Linked DNA regions of Mus musculus: all the other regions are linked to region 1. A link is a contact called in public promoter capture Hi-C data. All regions are on one chromosome and are shown on one strand. The core of a region is the stretch at or near the end of the contact, and the rest is flanking DNA. Distances in the headings are between cores, read along the strand shown. Region 1 holds the start of Zw10 (zw10 kinetochore protein). Region 2 holds the start of Rnf214 (ring finger protein 214). Region 3 holds the start of Ddx10 (DEAD box helicase 10). Region 4 holds the start of Atm (ataxia telangiectasia mutated).

Region 1 (7,098 bases), core at 2,710-5,209:
TGATTTGCACTTTCTGATCATGGCTAAATGCCAGGCTTTGAGTTCGGTGCTTGGCACTGAATTTTTATTCTGACACTGTGTGAAACACTTTAGGGAAATTAGCAAGGTGTCCTGGCTGGTAGGGGACAGAAGTAACCTCAAGTTAAGTGACTTGGACTTGACCACTTCAGGTTCTTGTCCCCAGCCACAGCATTGACCCAGCATGTTGGCTAAGAGCTTGTCTCTATGGCAGAACACAAGAAACCTGGGATTTATTGCACCAAAGTCATAAAGGTCTGGCCAGTGTGTTCTCTTTTCATGCTTTTGGGTATGTGTGCGTAGCATGTGCATACATGTGCATGCGTATGTGTGTAGAGGCCAGAAGTCGATGTCCCGTGTTGTCTTATATTATTCATCATCTTACTTATTTAATTAATTTACTTATTTATAAAGGACACCATTATATCAGGTACATCTGATAGAGGGTTAGGTGTATAAAATATATAAAGAACCAGAAAAACTTGGCATCAAGAAAGCAAAGTTAGGGCTGGAGAGATGGCTCAGCAGTTAAGAGCTCTTCTGAAGGTCCTGAGTTCAAATCCCAGCAACCACATGGTGGCTTACAACCATCTGTAATGAGACCTGACGCCCTCTTCTGGTGTGTCTGGAGATAGTGACAGTGTACTTACATATAATAATAAATAAATCTTTTTAAAAAAAAAAAGAAAGTAAAGTTAAAAATGGGAATCAGAACTAAGCAGAGAGTTCTCAAAAGGTGAAACAGAAATGGCCGAGAAACACTTACAGAAATGTTTATCTTGGTGGTGGCGCACACCTTTAATCCCAGTAGTCGGGAGGCAGAGCCAGGTGGATTTCTCTGAGTTCATGGCTATCCTAGTCTACAGAGTGAGTTCCAAAACAGCCAGACTTACAAAGAGGAACTGTCTTGAAAAACAAAACAAACAAATAAAAAGATAAAAATAAAAATTTAATGTTCTTAGTTATCAGGGAAATGCAAATCAAAACTATTCTTTTTTTTTTTTTTTTTGGCTGGAGGTTAGCATAATCTCATTATATAGTCCTTGGCTGGCTTGGAACTCTTCATATAATCCAGGCTGGCCACAAACCATAGAGATCAGGCCTCTGCCTGCCACCAAGCCTGCCTATTTATTTATGTGTATGAGTAGAGTGTCCACAGAACAAGAAGGGAATATCCGATCCCCTGGGGCTGGAGTTGCACACAGTTGTAAGCTGCAATGTGAGTGCTGGGAATTGAATGTAGGTTCTCTGGAAGAGCAGTCAGTGCCTTAACTGCGGAGTCATCTCTCCCGCCCAGGATTTCCCGGGTCTTTGCATTTTCCTAAGAAATAATTAAGCATTGGGGCTTGTTATTTGTATGAGCTCCCTCCAAAAGCAAAATCACAAAATTATTTGTAATTTTGTAATTTCCCCTAATGAATCTTCCCCACTCTGTCTTTTCCCTCCCTTGCTTATTTTGAAAATAGCTACTGTGTTGTTTTTTGTGATCATTAAGTCACGTGACCGGGGCTCCAGACCTAGTACAGAACTCGCCACATAGTATTCCTCAGTGAAGGCACAGTGCAGGTTTTCAGAAATGTCATCTGTGGATTATTATTTTTTTTTTGTCATTGGGCATTTATTGTTTGCAACATTTCAAGTATTTAAAGTAAGGCTGAGAGGACTCCACGCAAAACTGCTTTCCAAGGACAGCCTGGCCACCTTAGAGCACAAGCTTTCTCAACCCAAGATTCTTTCTCTTCCCCCATGGAACAGGAACTACCTGTCCTATGCTCTATTAGGATGAGCTTGATTGGTTTAGGGACCCAATGTTGCAATGGACCTTGGGAGTCGGGATCTACCTAAGGTCCTCTCTCATAAGACTCCTTTTAAAGAATGAAAGATGCTTTCATCAAAGCAGTACATGTTTATTGCAGAACAACAGAAAGCAGAGAAAAGGATGCGAAGAAACAGCATAAGCCATTAAAGTCCACCCAGAGGACACCACACACACACACACACACACACACACACACACACACACACACACATCACACACCACACATACCCTAAACACACACTTTAGTTTTTGAGACAAGGTCTTTGTAGCCCTGCAGGCTTGGCACTCACTAGTAGACCAGGTTCACCTCAAACTCAGATATTCGCCTGTCTTTGCCTCCTCAGTGCTGAAAGCTTGAATCCAAAGTTGTGTGTGACCATGTATGGCCTGCACCTCTATTTTATTTTCTTAGAAAAAAAGGATCATACTATACTGTGTGAATATCTCCAAGTATGCAATACATACCAATAATGAGACGATTTTATTATTTTTAGTAATTCTTTTATATGTATGTGTCTCAGTGTATATATGTGCATCATATATGTACAGGAACCCTCAGAGGTCGAATGAAGACATTGGATTCCCTCGAATTGAAATTACAGGTGTTTTTGAGCTGCCTCACATAGGACTGGAACCCGGGTCCTCCACAAGGCTAGTTCTCTTAACTACTAAGTGATCTCTCAGTTGAAGAATGTTAAAGGTCAAGCTCTCAGTGCAAGAATTTTCCCTGCCATCAACGATAAAAAAGGACAAAGGGTAAATTAGCAAGAGAAAAGATGACATTTGTATAATAAACATCTTGTTTATTGGTTTTATTGCCTGCTCCAGGAAGGATGCTGGAGACAGATAACATCTGTTCTAAATCCCTACTGATTGAATTACCTGTATCTGCACCCTTGTCTCTGTTAATTTTATACTTTATGGTATTGCTGCACTAATGGCATTCCATTTGGCTATGTAAAACACTTGCTTGCTCTGCTGGTCAAGTAACAAAAAGTGTATAAAGGGGACAAGGATGCTCTTACAGCACGCATCCCTCTCCTACAAAGAGTGTCACGTTGGTAATAATGCCCAGTGGCTGTCTTTCAGGTCAGCCTGTTTTGCAAAGTGAACGAGTGATCTCATCTTCGCGGAACACTCTTTTGACCTTCAACAATGAAATAGTTCTAAAAAGCTATGGCTAGCTGGACATAGTGGAATAAGTGTATAATTCCTGTATACAGGAGGCTGAGGCAGGAAGATAGCTATGAATTTGATGCCTTCCAGGGCTACAGAAACCACGTCTCAAAACAGAGCCAAAAAAATCACTGAAAACTTTAAAATTAAACAACGATAAAAAGCCTTTGGTGAAATTTATTTGTAATCTCTGATAGGAAGTGATAAGAATCTTGTTCTAGGGGATTGCCCGGTGGCTAGAAGCACTCGTTGCCCTTACTCAGGACCAGGACTCAATTCCCAGCATCCACATGGTGGCTCATGTCATCTGTAAGTCCAGTTTCAGGGACTGGACTTACTTGCCTGCTTCTGACTTCCATGGACACAGCCAAAACATTCATACGTATCTTAGAAAGAAGGTTTTATAAAAGAATGTCTGTAGCACTTACAGGACCGTTACACTAAGTATAAATTTGTACCATATCCATGTATCAATATACTTAATATGAGGCACTATTAACAAACACTATTAGAAAGGTGCAATTGTGGGGATCCTTTCACTTATGTCACTCTCTCGCACAATTCCAGAGGGCAAAATTCGGGTAGACTTAGCTGCTGAGCCCAATGAATGAATAACAAAAAAGATCGAGATGATTCTGTAAGTATCGAGCTAGATAATCTCACAGGAAAACCTGAGATTACTGAGTATAGGGAGGGCCATAAAGGATTATTACCTGAAACATTCCGCAGTTTCTAGCGAAACCAACCCAACCCTACCCAAAATACAAGAAGAAAAAAACCGGCGGGAACAGACTGGCGTTTGAAAACCTGTAGGGAGCAGATGACGCCTGCGCACTTTGGTGCCTTCTAGACGCCACTGAAACAGCGGACGCCTGACGGCGCGAGGCCTCCTGGGAACTGTAGTGTGACCCTCTCCTGTGCGCGAGCGCCGGACCCCGTAGAACTCAGTTTCCCGGCAGGCCCTGCGGTGAGGCCGCTGGCGGGACCGGAGCTGCGGCGCTGGCAGCGGGGTTGACCTATCCTGTTTGTGTGGGTACGCTTCGTGGCGATGGCCTCTTTCGTGACAGAAGTCTTGGCCCACTCGGGGAGCCTGGAGAAGGAGGATCTGGGCACCAGGATCAGCCGCCTGACCCGGCGGGTGGAGGAGATCAAGGTGAGGGCGGGCCACAGGCTGCTGCCGCTGGGGAGAGCCGGGTGCGGAGCCTCCTGAGTTGGAGGCTCAGAAGTGTTGGGGGGCTGTTTGGAGCACGGCCGCAGAGCGGTTGGAGACCAGGGCCTGGGATTGTGAGGAGGAAAGGCCGTGGCTGTTTAGTGGTGGGGAGTGGGGCCAAGTTGGGCAAAAGTGAGCCGCTGATGGAGAAGACTGAAGAAACCTGCGGAGCCGGAGGTGGGACTGGAAGCCCGGATGTCCACTTAGGACAGGACAGCCGCCCTATCTGTCATCTCTACCCACTCCTTCATTTATGGATGGATGTAATAATTCTAGGAAAGTCGCGTCGTTCTCCTCGGATTTTCTTTTAACTGGTTGAATATGTTTATAAAAGTATTACTTCACGCACGGAACTTGAGGCATGCTGAGGGCTGATGAGCTGGTACCGGCATGAATATGCAACTCACAGCCATAGTTTTACTTCGTATTAGTGCTACCTGGCAAGCCAGGTCTTCAGTGGCTTTCTTTGAAAATGACGTGTACCTCACTAAGTCTGGACTTGGTAGGCGCTACCTAACAACTTTCTTCTTCTTCTTTTTTTCTTTCTTTCTTTTCTTTTCTTTTTTTTTTCCTAGACAGGGTTTCTCCGTGTAATAGCCCTCGTTGTCCTGGATTCAAGCTTTGTAGAACTGGCTGGTGTCGAACTCACAGAAATTCGCCTGCCTCTGCCTCCCGAGTGCTGAAATGGAAGGTCTCCACCATCCCACCCGCTCCTAACAATTTTTGATGTTAGAGTTCTTAATTTTATGTATTCATGCCACTGGCATTTCTGTAGTGTGGCTTACGGTTTTTTGTTTTTTAATGATCTAGGATGAGGACATTGCACTAGTATTTGTTTCATACATAAGTTTGAATCTTCAGTCAACTGAGAACTACTTTCTGTGCCTCAAGCAGGCATAGTCCTTGCACCTCCAGCTTTTTACCACTTTAAATGTATTTCTACACACACACACACACACACACATACACACACACACACCTCTTCCATCTCAGTTGTAGCCTCCTGCATAAAACAAATGCCTGACTTTTCTCCTGAGTCTTCTCTTTTGTACTGGGATGCTTTGTAACTGCTGAAGTATTACACTTCAGCCCCGTTTTTTGGCCAGTTTGGAGAATAGTATCTTTCCTACATAAAAGGAATTAGTTTATGGGCAAGCATAATTTACATCGTGCAGCGTGTTCAAGAAGATATTAAGTTGCTTTGAATTAAGGGAGATAACAAGACTCAATCCTTTATAAAAATTTATTTTATTCATGTGTGTATGTCTGTGGGCGCATGTGTGTGGTAGTGTGGGTGTGGAGGTCAGAGGACAGCTTGTGGGAGTCAGTTCTTTGGTTTTACAGTGTGGGTCCCGGGAGTTGAACTTCGGTCATCAAGCTTGGTGGCAAGCACCTTTACCATTGGAGGCATCTCCCTAGCCCTCTTATCATTTGAGAAGTTTTAAAATGAAAATTTTGTAACCCAGAAGATGGAAATTAGTAAATTAAGCTATATAAATTATGTATTTCTATGTGTAATTAGGTAGATGATTAAAATTTGTGGACAAAGTATGATACAGTTTACTGTGAAATGTTTGACTCCATCTTTCTCATTTCCGGAGTCTGTTCTGTACAAGATCTTGCCCATCCTTGGGGGTTGGGAATTGGCTTCCTACATTTTACAGATGAATGGAATGTTTTTAAAGGAAACCCATGGCTGTGGGTAACTTGATAAAGTTGTAACATTGGAAGAGGCTGTGTATTTTAATGAGGTTCCTGATTCATTTCATCGTCATGCACTTCCTGTCTTGTATTCTAGGGTGAAGTATGCAATATGATCAGCAAGAAGTACAGTGAGTTCCTGCCTACCATGCAGAGTGCGCAGGCCCTAGTTACCCAGGTGGACACTCTATCTAACGACATCGACCAGCTGAAATCCAGGATAGAGACTGAGGTAAGCAGAGATTGTTGTATCGGGTAAACTTAGGTTTCTTAGGGGAGGCATCATATTAATAACCTCTTGTTTTCCAAGGCTATCCTGTGAAACATTTCAGGATCTTCCTTTCCTTGTTGGTAAATTGAGGTTGAACTAAATGATGGTAGGGTGACTTCAGTTCTAAATTAGAAATATTTCTCAAACTCAGTCACACCACTTATTAACTTTTCTCCTAGTGAAGATAATAATGTCTTACATTTAGATGGATTATTTTTTTTTTTTAAAGATTTATTTATTGATTATATGTAAGTACACTGTAGCTGTCTTCAGACACTCCAGAAGAGGGAGTCAGATCTCGTTACGGATGGTTGTGAGCCACCATGTGGTTGCTGGGATTTGAACTCCGGACCTTCGGAAGAGCAGTCGGGTGCTCTTACCCACTGAGCCATCTCACCAGCCCGGATTATTTTTTTTTAAGATTTATTTATTTTATGTATGTGAATACATGGTCACTGTCTTCAGACACACCAGAAGAGGACATCGGATCCTATTACAGATGGTTGTGAGCCACCATGTGGTTGCTGGGACTTGAACTCAGGACCTTTGGAAGAGTGATAAGTGCTCTTAACTGCTGAGCCATCTCTCCAGGCTGAATGGAATTTTTTAAATTAAATTTTCAATATTTTCATATGAAAATGCTTAGAATTTGGTCTTTCATGTTAGAATGCTTCCCCCCCCCCCCCCCCAAGGCCTTTTTGTGCAACTCGGTCGCCCTGGAGTTCACCGTGTAGCCCATGCTGGCCTGCGTTTGCAATGCTCCAGCTTCCTCATCCCCAGAAGCTAAAATTAGAGACTGGAGGCTTGTGCCACTCGTTGCAACCACCCTTTCATCTTTTAATAGCATTCTCTTAGATCTGCAGTTGGTCCCGGACGTTTAAGTGTCAGAACAGTCTCTCTTGA
Region 2 (6,897 bases), core at 1,397-3,896, 3.1 Mb before region 1:
GCCTCCAAATGTACACACACCTCCCCACCCCATCACACATAATATATAATAAATGATCATTTGTAAAGACAAGAGTATGGACACACATAGTAGTTTATCCCTTTAATCCCAGTAATCAGGAAACAGAGGTGGATGGCTCTGAGTTTGAGTTAAGCCTGGTCTACACAGTGAATTCTAGGCCAGCCAGAGCTACAAAGGGAGACCTTGTCTAAAACAAGAAAAAAAAAAGAGCATGACACACAAGAATAGTTAAATGAACAAAGAGTTGGTATAGGATAAATCAAGGAAATATATACATTTATGATGTGTTGATAACTGTCTTAACCTAGCATGCCTACCTAGGTATCAGTTGACATGTAGGATACCGTACAAAAACCAAGCAGTCTCTACTTAAAAAGAAAAATTAATCTGAAGGAGGGAAAAAACCCTTAATCTGCAGAAATGTCACTAGACCTCCAAAGAGGAAAGAAGAGATGCTCAGAAGCCCATCCCAAAAGCCCCTTACCCAAGTAAGCTTTCTCCTCAAGAGTCTGCAAGTTACCTTAGGCCATCTGGGAGAGATTCATCGGACTTGGATGCACACAAAGCAGAAGATTCCGAAGGACTCGGGGTACCGGCCCCAAGGCCAGCTACCTCAGAGGCCGCCATCTGCACTCTGGACATTCAGAAACAAACCAAAGGACACAGGTGACAAAGCTGAAAGCTTTCCTCTGCATAATGCCCACTGTGTCAGTTCCTCCAAACACCTAAGAAAGAGTATTCTGCAGGAGGGCAATAAAAGAGCCACTTCCGGCCATAAGTCCCAGTCAGCACTGCCCTCAGGCGCTGTCATACACATAAACATAAGGCAGACTACTTTTGTTCTGGACAGAAATGCAGTCATTCCAAACAGACGATAATCTGATAAGAATTTTCTGAATGGTCCACATACCTACCTCCATTTATTAAAGTTGACCTTTTTGGCCAAGATTCAATAATATGTTTAAATCCCTTTTGGCTGTTGCAGTCAAAGCATTCTCTATTAATTTAAGTGATAGGGTTTATGTGAGGTGTTTCCAAGAACAAGTCACCCCGGACCATCTCTGTGGGGTGTCTTTTAGCCTGACAGTATTCCTTTCCTACAGATGGGAATGTCTGGTATCTGCCAACGCCCCACTAACAAGTTACCATTGAGTCACAGGCTACTACTCAGTTACTCCAGGAGAAAAGGGAGATGTTGAAAAACATGGTAACTCAAGTAAGGGAACCCAAGAAGACGGTTTTTTACATTTTTATTTTTAAGAGCATCTTTTTTGCTGCAAAATAAACTCGGCCTTCTATGGTAACAAGAAAAACTAGGTGGTAAAAGTAGGATTAGTTCCCATTCCTGCTTTTATTTTGACAGCATCCCATGAATAGAATATCTCTGAACCCAGAAGAATGCACAAGAGCAGATACCGAGTCGGGCTGAATCAATAGTCACAGCTCAGTGCCTCAGTTTCCTCTCATAATAAAAAGCTCCTAGGTGAAAATGGGCCCTGAAACGCCATTATTGCATCTCGGATGCAATCAGTCTGCCTACAATAGGGTCGAGATCATTGCCTCCAACAGGGAACAAGGTCTGGGTCACCGATGCCCAGTAAACGAAAACCTTAGGGCAAGGGTCATACGTGAAACTCCGCAGCTAGAGCCCCAAACGAGAGGGATGGGGGGTGGGGTCGCACATCTGGCTCAAGAGCCCAGTGTGCCCAAGGGAATCCCGCAAGGCAGTGATGGTCACCAGTCAGGCGGCGACGCAGAAGGGGACAATGGGGGGAAGCTGCGCCGGGTGGTCACCGCCACTCTTCACAGGGAGCTGCCGCTACGCTGGCCCTTGGCACTGGCCAGCGCCACCTCCACCCCTTCCCCTCCGTCCTCACCGGCCGCCAGCTCCCGTCCCACTCCCAGGCCGGGCTCCCGCCCCTGTCCCCGCCGCCCCCTCCCCGCCGCCCCCTCCTCCTCCGCCGCGCCCCCCTAGTCCCGCCGTCCCGACCCGCGCGCGCCGCCCCGCACACACCTCCCGCGCCGCGCCCCCGGGGAGCCAAGCGGGGGGGAGGGAAGGGACGCACCTGAGCGGGCGGAGCGGGGGAGGGGGCGGCCAAGCCTGGGGGAGGGGTCGAGCGCTGGCCCGCGCGCGGCACCTCCCACTTCCGGCGGCGCGAGCGCAAGGGGGCGAGGCCGGGGCGGCGAGAGGAGCGGAACCCGCGGGGTGAGCGGCCGCCACCGACGGCGCCCTCTGGCGGCAGGCGCGGACAGCGACCGGACAACGGAGCCGCTGAGGGGACCAGCCCTGAGACCCAAGCGGAGCCCGAGGGACACGCGGGCCAGAGAGACGGCGGCCGGATGGAGGCGAGAGCCTCTCTGAGGAGTTTATGGGGAAGAGTCAAGGCTATGGCAGTCCGACGGAGAAGAGCCGCGAGGGGTGTTTAGAGGTCGGAACCGGGATGGTCCTTACAGAGGACGCCATGAAGGACGAGGGCCCTGTGGCGGAGGGGGTCCTGTGGCGGAGGACACGAGGATTCGAGGCGCCGGAACTCCCACAGCCCTCACGGGCCTGTGACAGAAGCTGTCGGCGGAGCGCCCGGAGCTCGGCCCGCTGGTCAAGAGGCCGCAGGCCCAGCCGCTGATTGGCTGCGGCGCCGGGCGGAAGTGATGTCGCTGTCAGTGGCGCCTCCGGCTCCGGGGAAGCCGAGAGTTTCCGTAGGGTGGGGGCTGCGGCGGCAGCAGCAGCAGCGACAGTAGCAACAGAGGCTGTGGGTGAGTCGGGAAGAAATGTAGTGGAGGCTGGACCTCGGATATACGGGGGACCATGGACCGGGGCTGGTCGGCGTCTGCGGAGGAGGTCCTTCGCTGAGGGCACCTTGGGTCCTGGCGTGGGCGACCCCAGAGGGACCGGGTCTCCGGGTCGTAGGTTCCGGACAGCATCGGTCCTAAGGAGAGAGAGGCACATTGCACGGAGCAGCTGAGTCCGCGTGGGAGTGGGGGCATCAGAAAACTCACTCTGTACAGACCCTGGTTCCTGTGAGTGGGGAGGCGGGGCTTGAAGGACGGTGGTTTAAGAGCAGAATCTTGAGCAGGAAAGGTGCCCGTCTACCTTAGTTGAGGGTGATGGGAGTCTATTTTCAGAAAGTGCTTAAGATTTCTTGCTCAGAGGTCTGAGAATAAGTGCTGCTGTGCCTCTGGACCACAGGGAGAAAAAAACAAACAAACAAACAAAACAAAACAAAAACAAAACTCGGTTTCTCTTCCAGAAATCTCTGTTGGAACCTACAGAGATTGTAGGAGCCTGCCTGAGTGGATGGCTGCTATCAAACCAGACTTTGGATTTACTTATATGCAGACTAGGGAAGACACCTGGGTATCTTGGGCCAAATTGAAGCAGCCCCAGGGGCAGGAAGAATGTAATAGGAAATATGCCATGGAACTTAAGGACATGGTGGCCCACACCTATAATAACAGCAGTAAAGGGGTGGAAGCAAGAGTTCTCAGCCAACCTTTATTATATAAAGAAAGCTTGTTTAAGCCGGATGTTGGTGGCACACACCTTTGTTATCCCAGCACTCTGGAAGCGGAAGCAGGCTGGCTCTCTTGAGTTCCAGGCCAGCCTGGTATACAGAGGAAGGGAGGTCCAAGGAGTCTTTGGTAAAACAGTCTTTCCAGAATGTTTTAAGTCGGTACCATCCAAGTGTATGTCTGGACACCAAGACTGCTGCAGTGTGGGCTTGGTAGACAGTAGTGAGTTTTAAATGAGCTCAAGACCCCACATGTGCCTTGTTCCTGCCCCCACAGTTGCTCGAAAGTTCTAATTTGGTGGGGTTTTTTCCCCTTTGAGTGGTTGAAGACAGGGCTGGAGCCTGTGCCCTCACTGAAAATCCAACTTGGTGAGACGGGGCCAGCTCCTTAGTCCTTCTTGCCAGTCATTTCCTCTCTCCCAGTTACCCACATGCACTTATACTACATTTTATTTCCATTATCTGGCTTTCTCCCTGATTGACAGTTAGGTCTTGCTAAGCCCTTAAAGAAGCAAATGAAAATAACATGATAGGTTAAGAAGTGGGGTATCTGGGTTCTGTATTGGTGTGGCCTTATTGTGATGAATGTCTCCTAGTCTGTGGCCTGTTTTAGATCCCTGGAAATGACATTTAACACTGGTCACTGGTCAGGCCTGGCCTTCACTTTAGTTTCTGCTTTGCTGGCTTTAGTGGGACACCTTTTTGTTGTTGTTTCTGTACTTGGGGTCCACAGGTCTGCAGCTGTGTTCCCAGTCGACACTCACTGCTCACAGTGAAGGTGACATCTCCCTCCATTTTCACAAGATGAGTGTGGTATGGTTACCCAGGCCAGGACCTAAACTTCACAGAGAGCCCAGGTAGGAATGGCTCCACAATGGGAGATAGAAGTCCACTGGGAAAAAGACTTATGTTGTCTGTAAATAAGAGGGAGATAGAGCTGGGTGTGATGGCTCATGCCTGTAATCCCAGGTAGACACTGGTGGATCTCAGTGAATTTGAGGCCAGCCTGATGGTCTACATAGTGAGTTCCAGGACAGCCAGAGAGAGCTACATAGTGAGATCATGTTTTTAAAAAAGAAGGAGGAAGAGAAGGAGGAGGAGGAGGAGGGGTCCTGATGTTGTCAGTCATGGGAGTGATATGTACTTGGAGTAACTGAATGAGCAGCCCAAAGCAAGCACCTGGATGATGCCAGGCTATTGGGGGCACCAAGGGATGGGCCATTGTGCTGTAGGAGTCATCCACTGGGGTTAGCCCTGGCTCATACTCTACCTGGGGGTTAACATTTTGCTTAGGGACAAATGTACTTGGTAGGGGAGGGAAAGAGACTATGAATATCAAGTGACTAACCACTTGAAAGAGGCGTGTTGGGCTTCCCAAGGGGAACACACTGATGGACCTAGTCACTCTCTGAGTTTCCTATAGCTGCTGGCCTTTTTTTGCTGATTCTTTTTCCTTTGTTTGCAGCCTGCTGTTCTGATGCCGAAAGGGAGGCAGAAAGTCCCACACTTGGATGCCCACCTGGGCCTGCCCATCTGCCTCTGGCTGGAATTAGCCATCTTCTTTCTGGTTCCCCAGGTCATGGGCCTATCAGAGGCAGGTGGGCTTGACATCTTGGGCACAGGGGGGCTGAGCTGGGCCGTACATCTGGACAGCCTAGAAGGTGAGAGGAAGGAAGAGAGTCTGACGCAACAGGCCGATGCTGTGGCCCAGGCAGCAGGGCTTGTGAATGCTGGGCGCATTGGAGAACTCCAGGGGCACTACCTCTTTGTCCAGCCTACTGGGCATAGGCAAGCCATGGAGGTGGAGGCCATGCGGCAACAGGCAGAGGCTGTGTTAGCCAGGCATGAAGCTGTGCGCTGGCACTCGGAGCAAACGCTGCTGAAGAGGGCCAAGCGCAGTATCCACTTCAATGATCCCAAGTACCCTCAACAGTGGCACCTGGTAAGTACAGCCTCAGATAGACAGGGCCTTCTCTAGTGTGCTTTTGACTGAGGCTTTCTCCCACTCCCCTGTACTTATACTGAAGGGGGCATGTCTGTGGATTGGGAATATAGTTTGCTCTTAGTCCATACCTTCCCTGTCTGCTGTGAAGAGCAGGGCAGTGCTGAGGGTGTATGCACTCAACTGCAGCTAGTCTACTGCACTCCTGTTCTAGCCTTCCACTTTCTAGCATGTACCTTTGGCTGAACTATACCCCTCTGTGCCCCACTTGTAAAATGGAGGTTGTAGCAGTGCATATTTCATGGAGTTACTGTTAAAACAAGTAAGTGTATATGTGAAGCATTTAGAAAAGTGTCTTACTCATGGGGAACCCTGTTGTGTATTGGCTGATTGCAAACTTTACTGCATAATAATTACCAATTAGCCCTAGCTACCACTTTGTCCTTGAGTTGCCTACAAGTGAGACCAAGAATCGATCGGAGGGACAGGACTCTCATGTGCCCATCTGGACTCTGTTCCCCACTAACCTGTTGGTCTGTAGCCTCTGTTTGGCTCTTTAATAAAAGCCAAGGAAAGGGGTAGCTTTAACTTGTCTCTCTGGACTGAGCTGTATGTCGGTTGATTTCTGTCTTCTACAGAATAATCGGCGGAGCCCAGGAAGAGACATCAATGTGACAGGTGTGTGGGAGCGAAATGTAACTGGGCGTGGGGTGACAGTGGTGGTGGTGGATGACGGAGTGGAACACACCGTCCAGGACATCGCACCCAACTACGTGAGTGGCCTGAAGTGAGCCCTGCTGCCACCCTGCTCCTTCCCTTTTGTTCCCTTTCCTAGAAGGCACTGAGCCAAAGCAGACAGCCTGGGAGGGGATAGTGTTCTGCCTCCTTTCTCAGTCAGCTTTCCAGACTTGCGGTTAAGGCCCGGAAGTTGACTTTGGTCTATAGCATTAATTCCTGCATCCTGTTGTTGCTGCTTTCCTGGGAGGGGAGCAGGGAATGGCCCTATAGGCAACTACTTTCTCTTTAGAGGTTCTGAAAACCTCTGGCTAAGGTGTGACCTTTAGAAAGTCTGAAATCTTTTACCCTGGGCTCCCCTCAAGCAGCAGGCATAGTACTATACCAGCCAGGAGAAAAGCTTGATTAAAAACAAACAAAACAAAACAACCCTGCCCTCTCAGCTTCCCTCCAGTGTCCTTGGCTCTTACCTTATAACCTTGGTTTGCTCGAGGCAGTGGGTGTGCTACCCTGATTTGGGAGTGGAAACTTCCAGTTCCTATTCTCCCTGATGTTAGGAACTGACTCCTCCTAACCAGTAAGTAACCATTTGTTGACCCTTCAATGTTTCAGAGTCCAGAGGGAAGTTATGACCTCAACTCTAATGACCCAGATCCCATGCCCCACCCTGATGAGGAGAATGGTAACCAC
Region 3 (7,929 bases), core at 3,707-6,206, 4.2 Mb after region 1:
CTTTTGGAATGAAAATACTTACTGTGTTATTATATACTAGAACTATGAAACTTGTTTTTATTTTATAGGCACTCACAGATAAGAGCTGAACTTATCCTCAGACACACATTCCCAAAATACAAATGTTCCCACACATATATTCTCCTACAACCCAGACAGTCACAAGCAAGGATTAGAACCCTCAAGCTGGAGGAAAAGGAAGAGATTCACACTGAGAGACTATCAAAGGTAGCGTAAGTGGTCTTGCTGCCCAAAAAAAAAAAAAAAAAAGACAACAGAAAATTAATTAGATCACTCATTTCATTTAGGAAGGCTGAGGTATAGTAGAGAAGATAATAACTTCTAGCCTTAATAGTGTTGTATAACACAAATATGAAGACATTCAGTGTGATGGTTTGCACATACTTTGGTCAAGGAGTGGCACTATTGGAGTAGGTATGTTACTATGAGTGTGGGCTTTAAGACCCTCATCCTAGCTGCCTGGAAGCTAGTATTCTGCTAGCAGCCTTCAGATGAAGATGTAGAACTCTCAGCTCCTCCAGAACAATGTCTGCCTGAATGTTGCCATGTTCCAGTCTTGATGACAATGGACTGAACCTCTGAACCTGTAAGGCAGCCCCAATTAAATGTTGTCCTTATAAGAGTTGCCTTGGGGACTGGAGAGATGGCTCAGCGGTTAAGAGCACTGCTCTTCCAGAGGTCCTGAGTTCAGTTCCCAGCAACCACATGGTGGTTCACAACCATTTGTGATGGGTTCTGATAGTCTCTTCTGTGTGTCTGAAGACAGCAACAGTGTACTCACATATATAAAATAAATAAAATCTTAAAAAAAAAAAAAAAAAAAGTTGTCTTGATCATGGTATATCTATTCACAGCAGTAAAACCTGAAGACAGAAGTTAGTACCAGGAGTGAGATATTGTATGATAGGCCTGACCATGCTTTTATTTGGAAGAATGTGGATTTGGGAACTTTGGATCTGGACAGCAGTGGAATGATTTAATTCAGGCTTAATGGGCTATCCTGTAGGAATATGAAGACTTTGTTGCTGAGAGTGATTTGAACTGTACAGACCTGACCTGGCCCAAGAGATTTCAGTGAAGAAGATTTTCAGTATGTGTCCTAGAGACTGTTTTTGTGGTATTTTGGTGAAGAATGTGGCTGATTTTTGCCCTTATCTGAAAAGCCTACATGAGGTTAAGGTAAAGAAGATTTATAGTAATTGCATTGACAAAGGAAGACTCAAAAAAGCCCAGCAGAGACTTTGTTCTCTGGTTAGATCTCATTAAGAGCATTTTGAACAAGCATACCAAGCTTAGAAAACAAAAATATAAAATATATCATTTGAGTATTAAAGGGGCACCAGGAAGTGAAATGGAACTGAATCTTGTATTCAGGGATATTAAAATGAATTAAGGGAATGGTAACCTTGGGACAAGATTGCACCCTGCTAAATTCAGGTCTAGGCATGGTAATACAAACCTTTAATCCCAGAAGGCAAAGGCAAGCAGATCTCTGAGTTCAAGACCATCCTGGTACAGAACAAGTTCCAAGTAGAGAAAAACTTAAATGCGTAAGTAGTGGACATCTTTAACCCAGCACTTAAGAAATAGGCATGCAGATCTCTGAATTCAAAGTCAGTCTACAGAGCAAATTCTAGCATAACCAAGATTAGGCAGAGAATAAATTCATTGAAAACAGAAAGTTGGTGATACTATAATAGAACAAGGGAGCCATGTTGAAGCCCCAGGAAACAGAATTCAGCAGCTTCACTCATTTGGCTCTGGCTTTATAGTCAAGATGAGAAGGAGACTAATGGGATAACTAATGTTAGTTAGCTGGACCTAAGAAATTAACAGTGATTAAGAAGAGACCAGCATCACTGAAGTGAAATCTGGGAAATGTTTTCTGAGAACACAAAGAAGCTATGTTCTCAGAGATAGTCAAAGTTGTCCCTCATGCTACAGCTGTACTTGGTAATGTGTAAGAATCACCCAGGGGTATCAATTTTGAAAGTATAAAAGGATCATGGAGAGCAACTGAAGGTTGGCACTGTGAGAGGCCATGGAAAGCGACTGGTGAAGGTGCAGCCTCAGCTGAAATTGACAGCTGAGGACTGAAGGGGTCATGCAAAGTTGAGACTTGGCACCATGGAAAAAGCCTATGAAAGGCTATTGGTGAAGTCTAGTTGCAGCAGAAGACCCCTGTGTATTGGAGATGCCAGTACCATGGGATGGTCACCATGAACAGAAGCAGCAATGGAATGGAGTCAACCAGAGCCTAGAATGCTATGAGCTGGAGATGTAACCCAAGCCCTTTGGAGGAGTCCAGAACATCATGTATAGATCCCAGACACTGAAACAAGAAGCTGTGATGTTGAAGTTGCCTTGGAGACCCAAAGATGTTAAAAATGCCAGAGCCGTGGGATATCTGCAGAGGAAAGTTGCTAACAGAGAGTGGAACCAGCCCAGGAGAAAGAACTTTACTGCAATCAATATAAATGAAAATGAGTTGAGATCTAAAGACCACTTTAACATCAGACATGAGATGCAGAGTTTGGAGTTTGCCCAGCTGGTTTCCTGTCTTTCTTTGGGGATTAGAGTTAAGTGATTGGATGAATCTCAGAATAGACCTTGAACTTGGACTAAATTGTTGACACTGCTATAAACTATGGGGACTTTGGAAATGGGACCAAATGTACTTCTTTATTATGCTACGACCAAGTACTCATAGACTCATACGTTTTAACAAGCCGATGGAGGCCAGGGAGTAGAATGTGATGCTTTGTATAAGCTTGGCACAGGGAGTAGCACTATTAAAAGGAGTGGCCCTATTGGAGTAGGTGTGTCACTGTGAGTATGGGCTTTCAGACCCTCATTCTAGCTGCCTGGAAGCCAGTATTCAGCCAGCAGCCTACAGATGAAGATGTAGAACTCTCAGCTTGCCTGCACCATGCCTGCCTGGATGCTGCATGTTCCCATTTTGATGATAATGGACTGAACCTCTGAACCTGTAAGCCAGGCCCAATTAAATGTTGTCCTTATAAGAGTTGCCTTGGTCATGGTGTTCATTCACAGCAGTAAAACCCTAACTAAGACATTCAGCATAGGCAGAAATAAGGATATGAACTCAGAAAAGTTCTGGGTAGAACAAAACAAGGAGTCACAGCTCCACGGAAGTAAACCAAGCACAGGCTAAGGCTACATTCTCCAAGCAATTCTAGTCACAGTTCAAAACAAAATCCAAAAGCAATTTGTTAATAATAGCCTCTTTTTTAATTTGTCTTTTTTCTATATGACAGGCATTGTGAATAATGTTTTCCACACTTTATCTTAATTCCTCACAACTTATGAGGCAGGTACTACTACTAAGCCTTTTAAAATAAGGGGGGAGGGTGTGAATAGTGTAAGAAAAGTAACCAAAGTCATATAGCTGGTGAGCCAAATCCGAATCAAATTATCTGAAGTCAAAACCCCAACTAATTCTTAAATGTTGCCAACTCTGAACAGTTTATCTAGTTGTCGCTGTTGCTGTTGCTGTTTAAGCTACAAGATAGCAAGTAATGACTTTTAATTCCAGGATGATTCTACCTATTAAATCCCAAACTAGAAAGGTGGCATTCACTGGAAAGGTGAGAAAGGTAGATGAATGCTGGAAAATATGGGTTTTAAGAGGATGGATAGAAGTAACATTCCTAAGGGGCAGACACCTAGGGCAGGAAAACACGCCAGCTTGTCTAAGTGTTAACTATGAGACTACTCATCTAGGAACACTGGCTACAAGATGCTGATGTCAGGAAGAGGCAAACACATTCCATTGTCTTTCCACTGATTCTTGGTGAAAACCATGAAGACAATGAGACAAAGAACAAAAGATGATGCTAAGGGACAGAGCCAATTCCCAACTTAAAGATCGAGAGCTGTGGAAACAGACACAGGTCTAGGTTCCAATTCCACACTACTAGATGTGGGAAATTAGGGCCAGTTTCTTATCCTCTCCAAACTCTACAGTTCTTATCCGTTAAATGGACTACTAGGATCCATCCACACCTCAAGATAGGGGCAAAGAATATAAAACATGGAGAGTACTTAAAGATATTTCTATTATTTTAAACATTTCCCACGAACAACAGCGTTTTCTTACATCACTCCAGATTTTAGCTTATTTATTTCATTTTTGAGACCAAGTTTCACGTATCACTGACTGACCTCGAACTTGCTATAAAGCCTTGGATGACTTTGCACCTCTGATCCCCCTGCCTCCACCTCCTTAGTGCTCAATATGTGCCCGGTTTATGTGGAGCTGGGGATTGAACCCAGGACTTCCTGCGTGTTGGGCTAGCACTCTACTGAAGGCTCTCACTCCATCCGCTAGGTTCTTTCCACAGCGGTCACTATTGCCTCTCTGTTCTGTCACCACTGCTGCACCACATGTCCCTACCCGGAGTGTCACCGCATTTCTATCACTTTTCCCAGCACTGCGGAAAGTAGAAGAGTCAGACCTGGGTAGCGACACCCAACAGACCACTAGTGAGGCCCCGTTGGCCGGGTCCGCCCCTTTCCCACACCACCCTGACCCTAAGTCCACCACAGCGGCAACACCTCCGGGCTGCACCCACCCTCGCTCCCCAGAGCCCCGCCGAACGTGCCCCGAGCCCACCTCACCTTCTCGTAGTTTTGCATGAGGCGGCTGATCCCCTCGCGCTCGACCTGCCATTCCGGCTTCTTTAGCTGCTTCCTCCGCTCCTTCTTTTGGTGCTGCCTGTGGCTGTGTTTTTTCTTCCAGCGATTAAAGCTCCGCACCGGGTCGGGTCGGGTTCCCTGACCCAGAGAAGCAACCGTTTTGCCCATGGCGGGGGCTGCCAGGACCCACGACGCCGCTACACGGGAGCCTCCTCGCTCCTCAAGGCACAGCACGGAAGACGCGAAACCAGCGTGTGGAGAAGGCGCAGGGGCGCACGCGCAAGTCCGGGAACCCGCCCCCAAGCTGGGGAGAGTGGGCACACATTAATGACGACAGGCAATGCGCGGACGATGATTGGTGATTTGGCTTCCGCTGGGCGGGGCGATCTTAAGACGCCAGGGGAAAGCGTGCACGGAGGAACTGGGCGTGCTCCACTGCTTCCGAGAGTGCTTGGGGCTTCCGGAAACAGCGCAAGTACACTGCTTATTGCTAGTATGGTGAAGTCATACTCAGCGTAAAGTACTGCTTTTCATTTACTCTGGATTCAAGTGTGCCCAACATTCGCGAGTACACTGCTATACGTTATAGAGTATGTAGGTCGTAGTTACTTTGTAGATCAGACTGGCCTCAAATTTATAAGAATTCACCTGCCTCCTGAATACTCTAATTTCAGTTAAATGCCACCGTGTTGACTCAAAATGCTTTAAAGCAAACTTTTCAATTAACAAAAAGTTACATAATACAGAAAAATACACTTACACATAGACATCGTAAAGATGCCTCTGGAGAGCATCCTAAACATCAATCACCATTTATCTTACAAAGTGTCAAAAACAAACAAAACAAAACAAAACAAAAACCAAACCCTGAGATGATTACTGTGTTAGTCACTGAACTATTACTGTGAAGAGACACCATGACCAAGGCAACTTTTATAGAAAGAAGCATCATTTAACTGGGCTGGCTTACAGTTTCACAGGTTTAGTCCATTATCATCATGACAGGGAAGGCATGCCAGCATCCAGGTGGGCACTGGAGCAGTACCTAAGAGCTGCATCCTGATCCATAGGCAGGACACAGACACACAGACACACACACACACACCTGCGTGCGCACGCACACGCACGTACGCACGCATGAACAGCGACACTGTGCCTGGCATGGACTTTTGAAACTCCAAAGTTTTGAAACTGTGACTCCAAATATATGAGCCTATGGAAATCATTCTTATTCAAACCATCACATTTACTCTCAGTTTTAACAACTGGGTGGCCTTAACTGAATATTCACATTGTATATTTTATAGTGATTTTTTTTTTCAAGACAGGGTTTCTCTGTGTAGCACTGGCTGTTCTGGAACTCACTCTGTAGACCAGGCTGGCCTCGAACTCAGAAATCCACCTACCTCTGCCTCCCAAGTGCTGGGATTAAAGGCGTGTGCCACCACTGCCCAGCTATAATGATTTTTAAGTTAAGTAAATGTTTATTTCCACGACTATGACTATAGCTATAAGTTAAACCAAGATTTTTTTTCATATTTTCCATCACTACACTTTTTTTGTTTTGTTTTGTTTTGTTTTTCGAGACAGGGTTTCTCTGTATAGCTGTCCTGGAACTCACTTTGTAGACCAGGCTGGCCTCGAACTAAGAAATCCCTCTGCCTCCCAAGTGCCTCCCAAGTGCTGGGATTAAAGGTGTGTGCCACCAAACCCTGCTATCACTATACTTTTTAAATGCACTCACACATGCACACACACACACACACACACAAACACCATGTGTCTTGTGAACTTTTCCAAGGGCAAGTGAAATAGGGCACCAACAATGACTAAAGCAAGGAATGGATTCTACCCCTTAGAGAACCAATGAGTATAATTATCCAGACCATTGAGATTTCTTTTTAAAGTATGAGCAATGTTAGGCAGCTCCACCACTGATGAAAAAAAAAAATGTATCTCTCAGCTCCTCAGGAACCCCTCCCCTGTAGTGTGACTGGGATATTCTCTTTGAGGGCTATAACTGTCTAGCCAATAAACTCAGGAGGACTTGGTATTGATGCAAAGGTGCCAGAAAAATCAACAAATGTTGGAGCTCTCAAAATCAGAGACCAACATCGAGTTCTTATCCCACAGATCCTACCAATGAAACCCAGTCAGACAGAAACAGTGGACAAGTGAGTTCAAAAGTAGAACAGTTCATTAAATCCTGATAAGGAGGCAGAGGTCCTGAGAACAGAGTAAAGATGGTAAGCCAGAGCTGCCCAACAGAAGACATCCAAGGGTGAACTGCCATTATCCAGCTTTTTGCCTGTTTATTTGTTTGCTTTTAAAGGGGGAGGGCTTTCCCCTGTTGATACATCTACAATGCAACTTCACATATAAAGCTCGGGGAAAATTACAAGACAAGTTAGATAAGGGCATCAACAATGACTAAGGCAAGAGATGGATTCTACCCTCTCTTCAGTGTTGGGGACTAGACCCAGGATCTTGGGTATGCTGGACAAGCACCCTATAGGCTGAGCTGCATCTCCAGTCAATTTCCCTATATTTTGAATAAGCAATCAGAAACTGTAAAAGAAAAACCATGGAGGAGAAAATCCTAATTTTTATTTACCTTTCCTGGAACAGTATTGCAGAAAAACAAAAAACAAACAAACAAAAACAAGAAGTAAACAAGGAAGAAGAAAGACTGTACAAGCCACCAGATCAGGACATGGACTTCAGGATCATGATTTCTAGACATGGAAGGGAAATTGGATCTATGAAATCTCAATAATGTTGTTGGTTGAAAAACCCCTGCATAATGACAACACCAGTAGACATGCCACCATAGATGGGGAAATTCCACAAGTCCCTGCCACTAGAGGCAGAGCTACAGGAAATGAATAGCTGCTGAGAAAGAGAGGAGAATCAGTTTTCTTTAGGAACAAGCCCCTGAATAGGTCATCCAATCCCAAGTGGTCGGCCCCAAACACATGCACAGATGAGCAATACTAAATAGAATCAGTAGGTCACATGCACTTATAAATAAATAAATAAATAAATAAATCTCTTTTTAAAAGATTTCAGAGTTCTGACACTTACCTCACAGTTAAATAGACAGCTGCATATTTCCTGACTGTTTGTTTGTTTGTTTGTTTTTCTATAACATTGTTCCAGGGAAGGTAAACAGATCCTGGATCTTCTTCTGCCTGGTTTTTCCTTTACCAGTCTCTGATTCCTTATTTAAAATATTAAAAAAAAAAAACT
Region 4 (7,235 bases), core at 4,136-6,635, 4.5 Mb after region 1:
CATTTTATGCTAAATTACTCTAAATTTTGGACCTACTATATGAAAAGCCAGTGTAATGCTAGGAATTTCAAGGAGAACTTAATTTTTATGCTACTGTATTAAGATCAAATTTATGCTACGCTAACTCCTGAAGCATTTGTGTGTAATACATGATGTTGTTTACGTTTTTTGTTGCTTTGGGTTTTTTGAGGCAGGGTTTCTCTGTGTAGCCCTGGCTGTCCTGGAACTCACTCTATAGTCCAGGCTAGGCTATAGATCCACCTGCCTCTGCCTTTTGAGTGCTGGGACTAAAGGTGTGCGCCACCACAGCAGTGTGTGCCACCACACGCAGCCAAGGTTACTTACTTTTGTTTGCACATTTGATGAAGTATCTGACCAAACTGCTGATCTCTTGCATCTTCTTCTGTCTGGAGCTCTGTGTGGTGGCTGATACATTTGATTTTGCTGTTCTCAGACTTTCCATTTCTTTTTGAATGTACTTCTGTAAAAACCTTCAAGGAAAAATAAATCATATCCTCATTAATGCTTATACTTTTATCACTTCAAAAACTCCTGTGTATCTTCCCCCAAAACATCTTTTAAACCACACTGTTGTACCAACCAGACACATGAAACAATCTCTTGTTCAACTTTCCTTACATTATGAGCAGTTTATTATATTTCTAGTTTTTAAATGAAAGCTGCTTATAAAGTACTGAAAGCTGGTCAGGAATGGTTGCACATCTAGCCTATCTAATCAGCTTGTAAAAACAGATAACAGTAATTGTACACCCACCCATGGGCATTATCTTCCTCTATCACCTTCCCAAGAGCCAAGGTTATAGGTGTCATATATACCAATGAACCAGCTTCAGGTCAAATTCTACATGAATTTAAAATGTTTGGGGGCTGTTAGATGGTCAAGGGTCCTCACCTGCTCTTCCAAAGGACCAGGGTTCACTACCCAGCATCCATGGAGGAGAGCTTACAACCTCTATATAACTCTAGTTTAAGGATATCCAATGTCTACAGAAGCACATAAATAAATAATATTTTTTATAAAGCCCTTTTTCTTTCCCCAACAAGTCTTACAATATCTGTTTTTAATTATAAATGAACTTATGGTTGAAAATTTAGTTTCAATATAGACACGTATCAAGTCTGCCACAAAAAAGTAAATTTTTAAACTTTTTTTTTTTTTTTTAAAGACAGGGTTTCTCTGTGTAGCCCTGGCTGCCCTGGAACTCACTTTGTAGACCAGGCTGGAAATCCGCCTGCCTCTGCCTCTGCCTCTGCCTCTGCCTCTGCCTCTGCCTCTGCCTCCGAAGTGCTGGGATTAAAGGTGTGCACCACCACCGCCTGGCTAGTATTTTTCTCTTTTTAATTTTTAAAAGTTTTATTGTAAACTGACGATTTATAATTGCATGTGTTTATAGGGCGCAAAATGATGTCATGATCCAGGGTGGAATGATTATACCAAGCTAATGCCAGATACTTATAATCAGCAATAATAAAATGATAAACTTATATTATAACTTACTTTTTTGTTGATTTGAGACAAGATCTGTTAGCCCTGGCTGTCCTGGAACTTTTATGGCTCAGGCAGGCCTAGAATTCAGAGATTTGCCCACCTCATCTCCAGAGTGCTACCATCGCCCAGCTACTGTAACTTATGTTTAAAACAAATTTGAAACAGATTCTTATAGTAAAAATGAACAGAATCCTCATGTTGTTTTTGCTCTATTTGAGACAGAGTTTCCCTATATAGACCAGATAGGACAAGAACTCACTATGAAAGCCAGACTGGCCTGGCCTCCTGCCTCAGCCTCAAGAAAGCAGTATGACAGGAATCCTATGATGCCTCTTGTTTTCTTAAAACAATTTAGTTATTATTTATTTACTTTATGTATATGGGTACACTATAACTGAACAGATGGTTGTGAGCCTTCATGAGGTTGTTGGGAATTGAATTTTTAGAACCTCTGCTCACTCTGGTCGGCCCCACTAGCTCATCCCTGCTAGCTCCGGCCCATAGATTTATTTATTTTATACATAAGTACACTGTAGCTGTCTTCAGACATGCCAGAAGAGGGTGTCAGATCTCATTACAGGTAGTTGTGAGCCAGGACCTTAGGAAGAGCAGTCAGTGCTCTTACCCTCCGAGCCATCTCGCCAGCACCCTGATGCATCTTTCTTGTTGTTACAGGATATACATCTAAAATATTCTATCAAAGAAATGACATAAACCTTCCAGTGTTATGTATGTTTTTAAAACTTTCAGATAACCACTAAGGGTCAACTTCCTATGTAACACATAATGATATACAGCAAACAAAATTAAAGAGTAAAATGGCATCACAAAACAGAAAAAGAAACACAAGTTCAAAGAGGATACCTGAAAACAGCATCCCAATTCAGATATTTTCCTTGTTTGGAATCAGAATGCCTATCTAAATGTTGAACTGTTTCAGGATCCTGAATCAGGCGCTTAAATTTATCCACTTCTTTCTGAAAATAAAAAAACATAATAATAATAATAACATACTATGTTACCTATCACACATTTGCTTCAAGAAAAACAACTTCAAATACTATATTACCCTTCTTTCTGTAGCTCTGTCATGCTCTAACTGCCGGCAGCAAATGAGCAGATCATTGAGTGCTAGACTCATGGTTTAAGATTTCAGAACATGCATCCTCACCTGTAAAAAGAAATATACAAATTTCATTGATTTTTTTTTTTTTTTTTTGCTAAGGACTGGCTTGGTGCTTTAAGCATACTAAACATGTGATGTGCCAGTAAGCTGTACTTTAGACCTGTACGTAACTATTTTAGACATTAACTACACATTTAAACCTAACTATACATGCAGAGGCACACTGTGATCAAAGGCACAATAATTTTTCTTAACATTTCTATAGGACATTTTCTTAAAGTATATCAAAATTAGGCTCTAATTCTCAAATGTGTGCTTTGCCTAGCATGGTAATCTATTATTTTGAATAAAATGAAACAGTTCAGTATTATCTCTATAAAAGGAAAACATTCGCTGGGCGTGGTGGCACACGCCTTTAATCCCAGCACTTGGGAGGCAGAGGCAGGCGGATTTCTGAGTTCGAGGCCAGCTTGGTCTACAAAGTGAGTTCCAAGGCAGCCAGGGCTTCACAGAGAAACCCTGTCTCAAAAAACAAAAAAAAAAAAAAAGGAAAACATTCATTGATAACAGCAAACAATATTTGTTTCACATGTACAGTGTATCAGGTTAGGCATGCTATGGACAGCTAGAAAATAACTGAACCATACTGATACACAGCCTACCCTCTTGGAGACATCTGGTGACAATGGTGATGATACAAGTATTAATCCATAGTTCCAAGTTGCAACTTATGCCTCAAAGGAAATCAAAATACAGTAGAAAACAAAAGAAGAGAACAGAGAGTGCCACAGCACATTAGTGTAATCCCAATACCAGTGGGAAGGTAAAGAAAGGAGGATAGAAGTTTAAGGTCACCCTCAGTGAGATCAATGCCACACTGAGCTAAAGAAGCTCATACCCCCCCCCAAATTACAACAGTTTATCATTTAGATTAAATTGTTATGAATTAAGTAAATGCAAGATCTGAATGAACTGAATGGCAGAAAGAGGCAGAAAGGGGGGGGCAGTGAGGGAGAGGAGAGGGAGAGGAAGGGAGGGAGGGAGAGGGAGTAGGGGAGGGAGGGAGGAGGGGGAGGGAAGGAAAGAGAGAGAGGCAGGTAGATCTGTTGAATTCAAGGCTAGCCTGGTCTACAGAAAGAGTTCCAGGACAGCCAGGGCAACAGAGAAACCCTGACTCAAAAACAAACAAACCAACCAACCAAATAGTGGTGGGTGGCAGAACCAAAGCTATCCAACTAGATGAAGAGAGCTATCAAGTGAACAAATGCTGAGACATTAAAACAAGTAACATAGTTCAGCTCCCAACATTCAACTAAAAAAGCTTCCTAAGCAACAGCCCCTGAACAGACAAATCAAATCTTCCTTTTGAGGGTTCAGTCAAGTTGATGCATTTTGACAATAATTACATCTCCCCTTCCCAGAAATAACCCCACCTGTGGCATGTTAGTCTTGGCTAGTGGTAAAAAGCACTGGGGCTCAGTCAGGTATTGCAGGCCTAGGGGAGGCTCAGGCAGCACAATTGTGAGTTAGGGGCTAGCCTGGGTTGCAAAAGGGTGGGTTCTATGGTCAGGCTGTATTGTTCGGATCCAGGTCCATTCAATTAACAGTTATCCAACCTGCAACATGTTGGTTAAACTGGCACCTGTTTTCTGGATGCTAGATGAGAAAATGATACCAGTATCTACTTTAAGGAGTTCGTTTCCGTTTCTGTTTCCCTCTCCCCCACCACACACCTACTTTCTCTTTCTCTCTCTTACTATCTCACTCTTTCTCTCTCTCTCTCTCTCTCTTTCTCTCTCTCTCTCTCTCTCTCTCACACACACACACACACACAGCAAATATTCAGTATAACTGTCATCCTGTTACTGTCTTCTCTTACGATCGCTTTATAAATCTATTTGATGACTGTTTTTTTCCTCCTCTTCTTGCTCTCATCCCTTCCTCTGGCTTCAATACACTGGAAACTTGCAAAATCTGTATCACTCAATAACAAGAGCTCGTTACACTTTGTGCCTTTCCATGCACTTCCTTCTGTCTGAAAGCTTCGCTACCATCTTGCAGAAGAATTTACACCCGGCAAGATCTAGCAGCAAAGTCGATTCTTTCAGGCTCAGTTTCCACAGAACCAGTCCTTCCTCGGCTAACACAGTTTTTCCTATCACATTGTCGCTTTGAAAAAGTAGCTGTCTACTTATCTGTGCCAGGTGGCGGGGGTGGGACCGGGGAAGGAGCGCAGGTTAAACATTTTCAAAGGCTCAGAGTGGCTGCCACTTACCTACTACAGACAACACAGGCAATACAACTGACAATGAGAATACGAGACTGTGATTTCCAAGGGCCAGTGCTCTTAACTACGAACATGTGCAAACCTGTAGCTTAAATATAAATAAACGCTCTGAGACTAAAGTATGAGATTTAAAAAATCTAGATCGACCAGAACCCTTAAGATGACAGATAGGAAAGAGGGACGTGCAGAAGGGAAGATTTAGGCTCACTCCATCTAGGGTCTGCAGAAAGAGGGAGAAGATGACGGCCGTTCTGCAGAGAAGGGGTAAGAGCCATTCGGAAGCTGAGGAAAGATGGGCTCAGAAGAGAATTTTCCCCTCACAGAAGTCCCCGAGCGTTCGTCCCTCGCTCCTACCGCTGCATTCTGCCTGCCAATGCAAACCCAGGTCGCTTCGCCTTTTCCCGCGTGCACGGATCTAGCAGCTGGTTCTGTACGCACGCCTTCCCGCTTCCGGCTCTATAAAGCAGCAAGTTGGTAAGGCACGGGTGCCCCAAAGGAAGAAGTCGGCATGCGCCGCCGCACGACTGCGCTTGCGCGTAGGCATCACGCGCTCTCCAACTCAAAACACTCGCTCCCCTCAAAACAGTCTCCCGGCCTGAGGAAACGCGCCTGCGCAGTGCGCACCAATGGCGATTGCCCTCGCTCCCGCAACTCCGCCCAGGGGCCGACGCTCCCACAGCCGGCCACCAGGTCCTCTCTGGCCACAACCCTCCGCAGACGGAAATGACGACGGTTCCGAGGAGAACGGAGGCGGGTTTCATTTCGGCGCCTTTCTGTCTCCCGCGGAAGCGATTGGTTAGTGTGGCACGAAAGAGGCGGGACAAATTGCCGCGGGTTCAGCACCTCCAGTGGAACCGGGAGATGCGGCGGCGCCGGGGCTGTCGCCGTGTTTGCTTTGAGTTGAGTCTCGTCCCTTCAGGCCGCTCCCTGTGCAGCTCGGATCATGCTGTTACCCTCGGATGTAGCCAGGCTGGTATTGGGTAAGCGGCGGCCTGGGAGGGCGGGTGATCGGACCCGGGCTGAGGGGACGGAAAGACCAGGGGCTGAGGGGGAGGGCTGCTCGGGGTGGGGAAGCTCTGAGGAGTGGTCTGCTCCCGTCCAAGTTCAGACTAGCGGAGAGGCTCGGTCCCTCGGCGCCTTGGGACAGTCGAAGCTCCTCGGTGTAGGGATGTCCCTTCTCCTCCTGCTGCGCGATGGGGGCAGCCGAAGGGAGAAAGAAGCTCGGCGGGGAACACCTGGGGCCTGGATTCCGAGGCACAGCCAGGCCCGCTGGGACACCTGAAGGAGTGTCGCCTGCGTGATGGACGAGGCTGCGTGTCCCCTACCCTTTCCCTTGTCAAGAGCCGGGACTGATAAAGGAAAAGGCGGGGGGACCCCCGCTTCCCCGGCCGCCCAGCCTTGTGGAAAGACTTTCCGACGCCCTTACCCATAACCCGACCTTAGCACTGGGAATTTGGGACACAGGGAGGGCCCCACACCCCTGGCCCACCATAGTGGCTTGAAACGCCAATTGCATATTTCAGAACGGCAGCGTGTCGTGTTCTTGAGCAAATATTTAGGAGGTACGACGACTGACTTCTGGTTGCACACGTTCTAGCCCTCGTTTTCCTCCATTTTCGAAAAGGGTTTGTTCATAGACCACTGGTTGGTCGGGAGATACTGTCTCTGGAAAAGACTGTTTTCGTTGTTTGTCCTGTGAAAGAATAAAAGGGATTGTTCTGTAGGGAACAAGAGCCTCTTAGGCTCAAAACTGGACAGTGACTTTGAAACGTTATTTGGGACATCTCTAAAAGAAAGTGGTCGAAGTATGAGGACTCATTCCATAGTTTCCACAGCCGTTACGAACATTTGCTTTGTGCCCAGCCCTGTCCAAAAAATAAAAATTGCACATTAGGCAGGACTTATTTAAGAGGCTCTGTACGATTCTACTGTCCATTTTTTGAGAAACTTAAATACAAAAACTAGTGTTTTGAATGTTTTCATCTTCATCAGACTTGGATAGTTAAATTTATACCTGTGATTTTTAAACTTAGCTTTCTTGTAATTTTAAAATTAGGCTCATACAAAATTGGTTAAAAGTAGACTCACATGATTTTTTTTCTCCCCACCTATACGTATTGTTTAGGTAAGAACTGCGACTTTTAGCAGTCTTGTGATCCATATAAAATTCCATGATCATAGCCTCAAAAGTGGCTTTTGGAGTTTGGTAGTATGAACATTGAAAAGTGGATAATTTTTATGAGGATTTTTCCATGTTTTCTTTCCTCAGATTTTATGGGATGCTTAATAGCAACCCTGATTTCATTAGATAC

The links. Promoter capture Hi-C pulls out the DNA fragments that hold promoters and counts their contacts.
Region 2: a promoter capture Hi-C map of liver shows a contact between it and region 1, with 4 times the contacts expected there. The contact joins the promoter of Rnf214 here to the promoter of Zw10 in region 1. A contact is called at or near these places in 2 of 39 promoter capture datasets (liver and pre-B cells).
Region 3: a contact with region 1 is called in a promoter capture Hi-C map of liver, with 6 times the contacts expected there. The contact joins the promoter of Ddx10 here to the promoter of Zw10 in region 1. A contact is called at or near these places in 2 of 39 promoter capture datasets (erythroid cells and liver).
Region 4: a promoter capture Hi-C map of pre-B cells shows a contact between it and region 1. The contact joins the promoter of Atm here to the promoter of Zw10 in region 1. A contact is called at or near these places in 2 of 39 promoter capture datasets (liver and pre-B cells).

The regions. Positions count from the first base shown.
Region 1 is chr9:49,051,622-49,058,719 of GRCm38.p6, forward strand. It overlaps Zw10 (zw10 kinetochore protein), which reads left to right and starts at 3,960. Exons shown (of 16, transcript NM_012039.2): 1 at 3,960-4,166; 2 at 6,022-6,156. The coding sequence starts at 4,062.
Region 2 is chr9:45,904,265-45,911,161 of GRCm38.p6, forward strand. It overlaps Rnf214 (ring finger protein 214), which reads right to left and starts at 2,647. Exons shown (of 14, transcript NM_178709.5): 1 at 2,088-2,647; 2 at 542-655. The coding sequence starts at 648. Pcsk7 (proprotein convertase subtilisin/kexin type 7) reads left to right here and starts at 2,305. Exons shown (of 17, transcript NM_008794.2): 1 at 2,305-2,775; 2 at 4,264-4,387; 3 at 4,996-5,472; 4 at 6,111-6,245; 5 at 6,820-6,897. The coding sequence starts at 5,008.
Region 3 is chr9:53,243,156-53,251,084 of GRCm38.p6, forward strand. It overlaps Ddx10 (DEAD box helicase 10), which reads right to left and starts at 4,957. Exons shown (of 18, transcript NM_029936.2): 1 at 4,663-4,957. The coding sequence starts at 4,848.
Region 4 is chr9:53,531,286-53,538,520 of GRCm38.p6, forward strand. Atm (ataxia telangiectasia mutated) reads right to left here and starts at 5,386. Exons shown (of 63, transcript NM_007499.3): 1 at 5,278-5,386; 2 at 2,580-2,681; 3 at 2,375-2,487; 4 at 346-491. The coding sequence starts at 2,651. It overlaps Npat (nuclear protein in the AT region), which reads left to right and starts at 5,762. Exons shown (of 18, transcript NM_001081152.1): 1 at 5,762-5,903. The coding sequence starts at 5,867.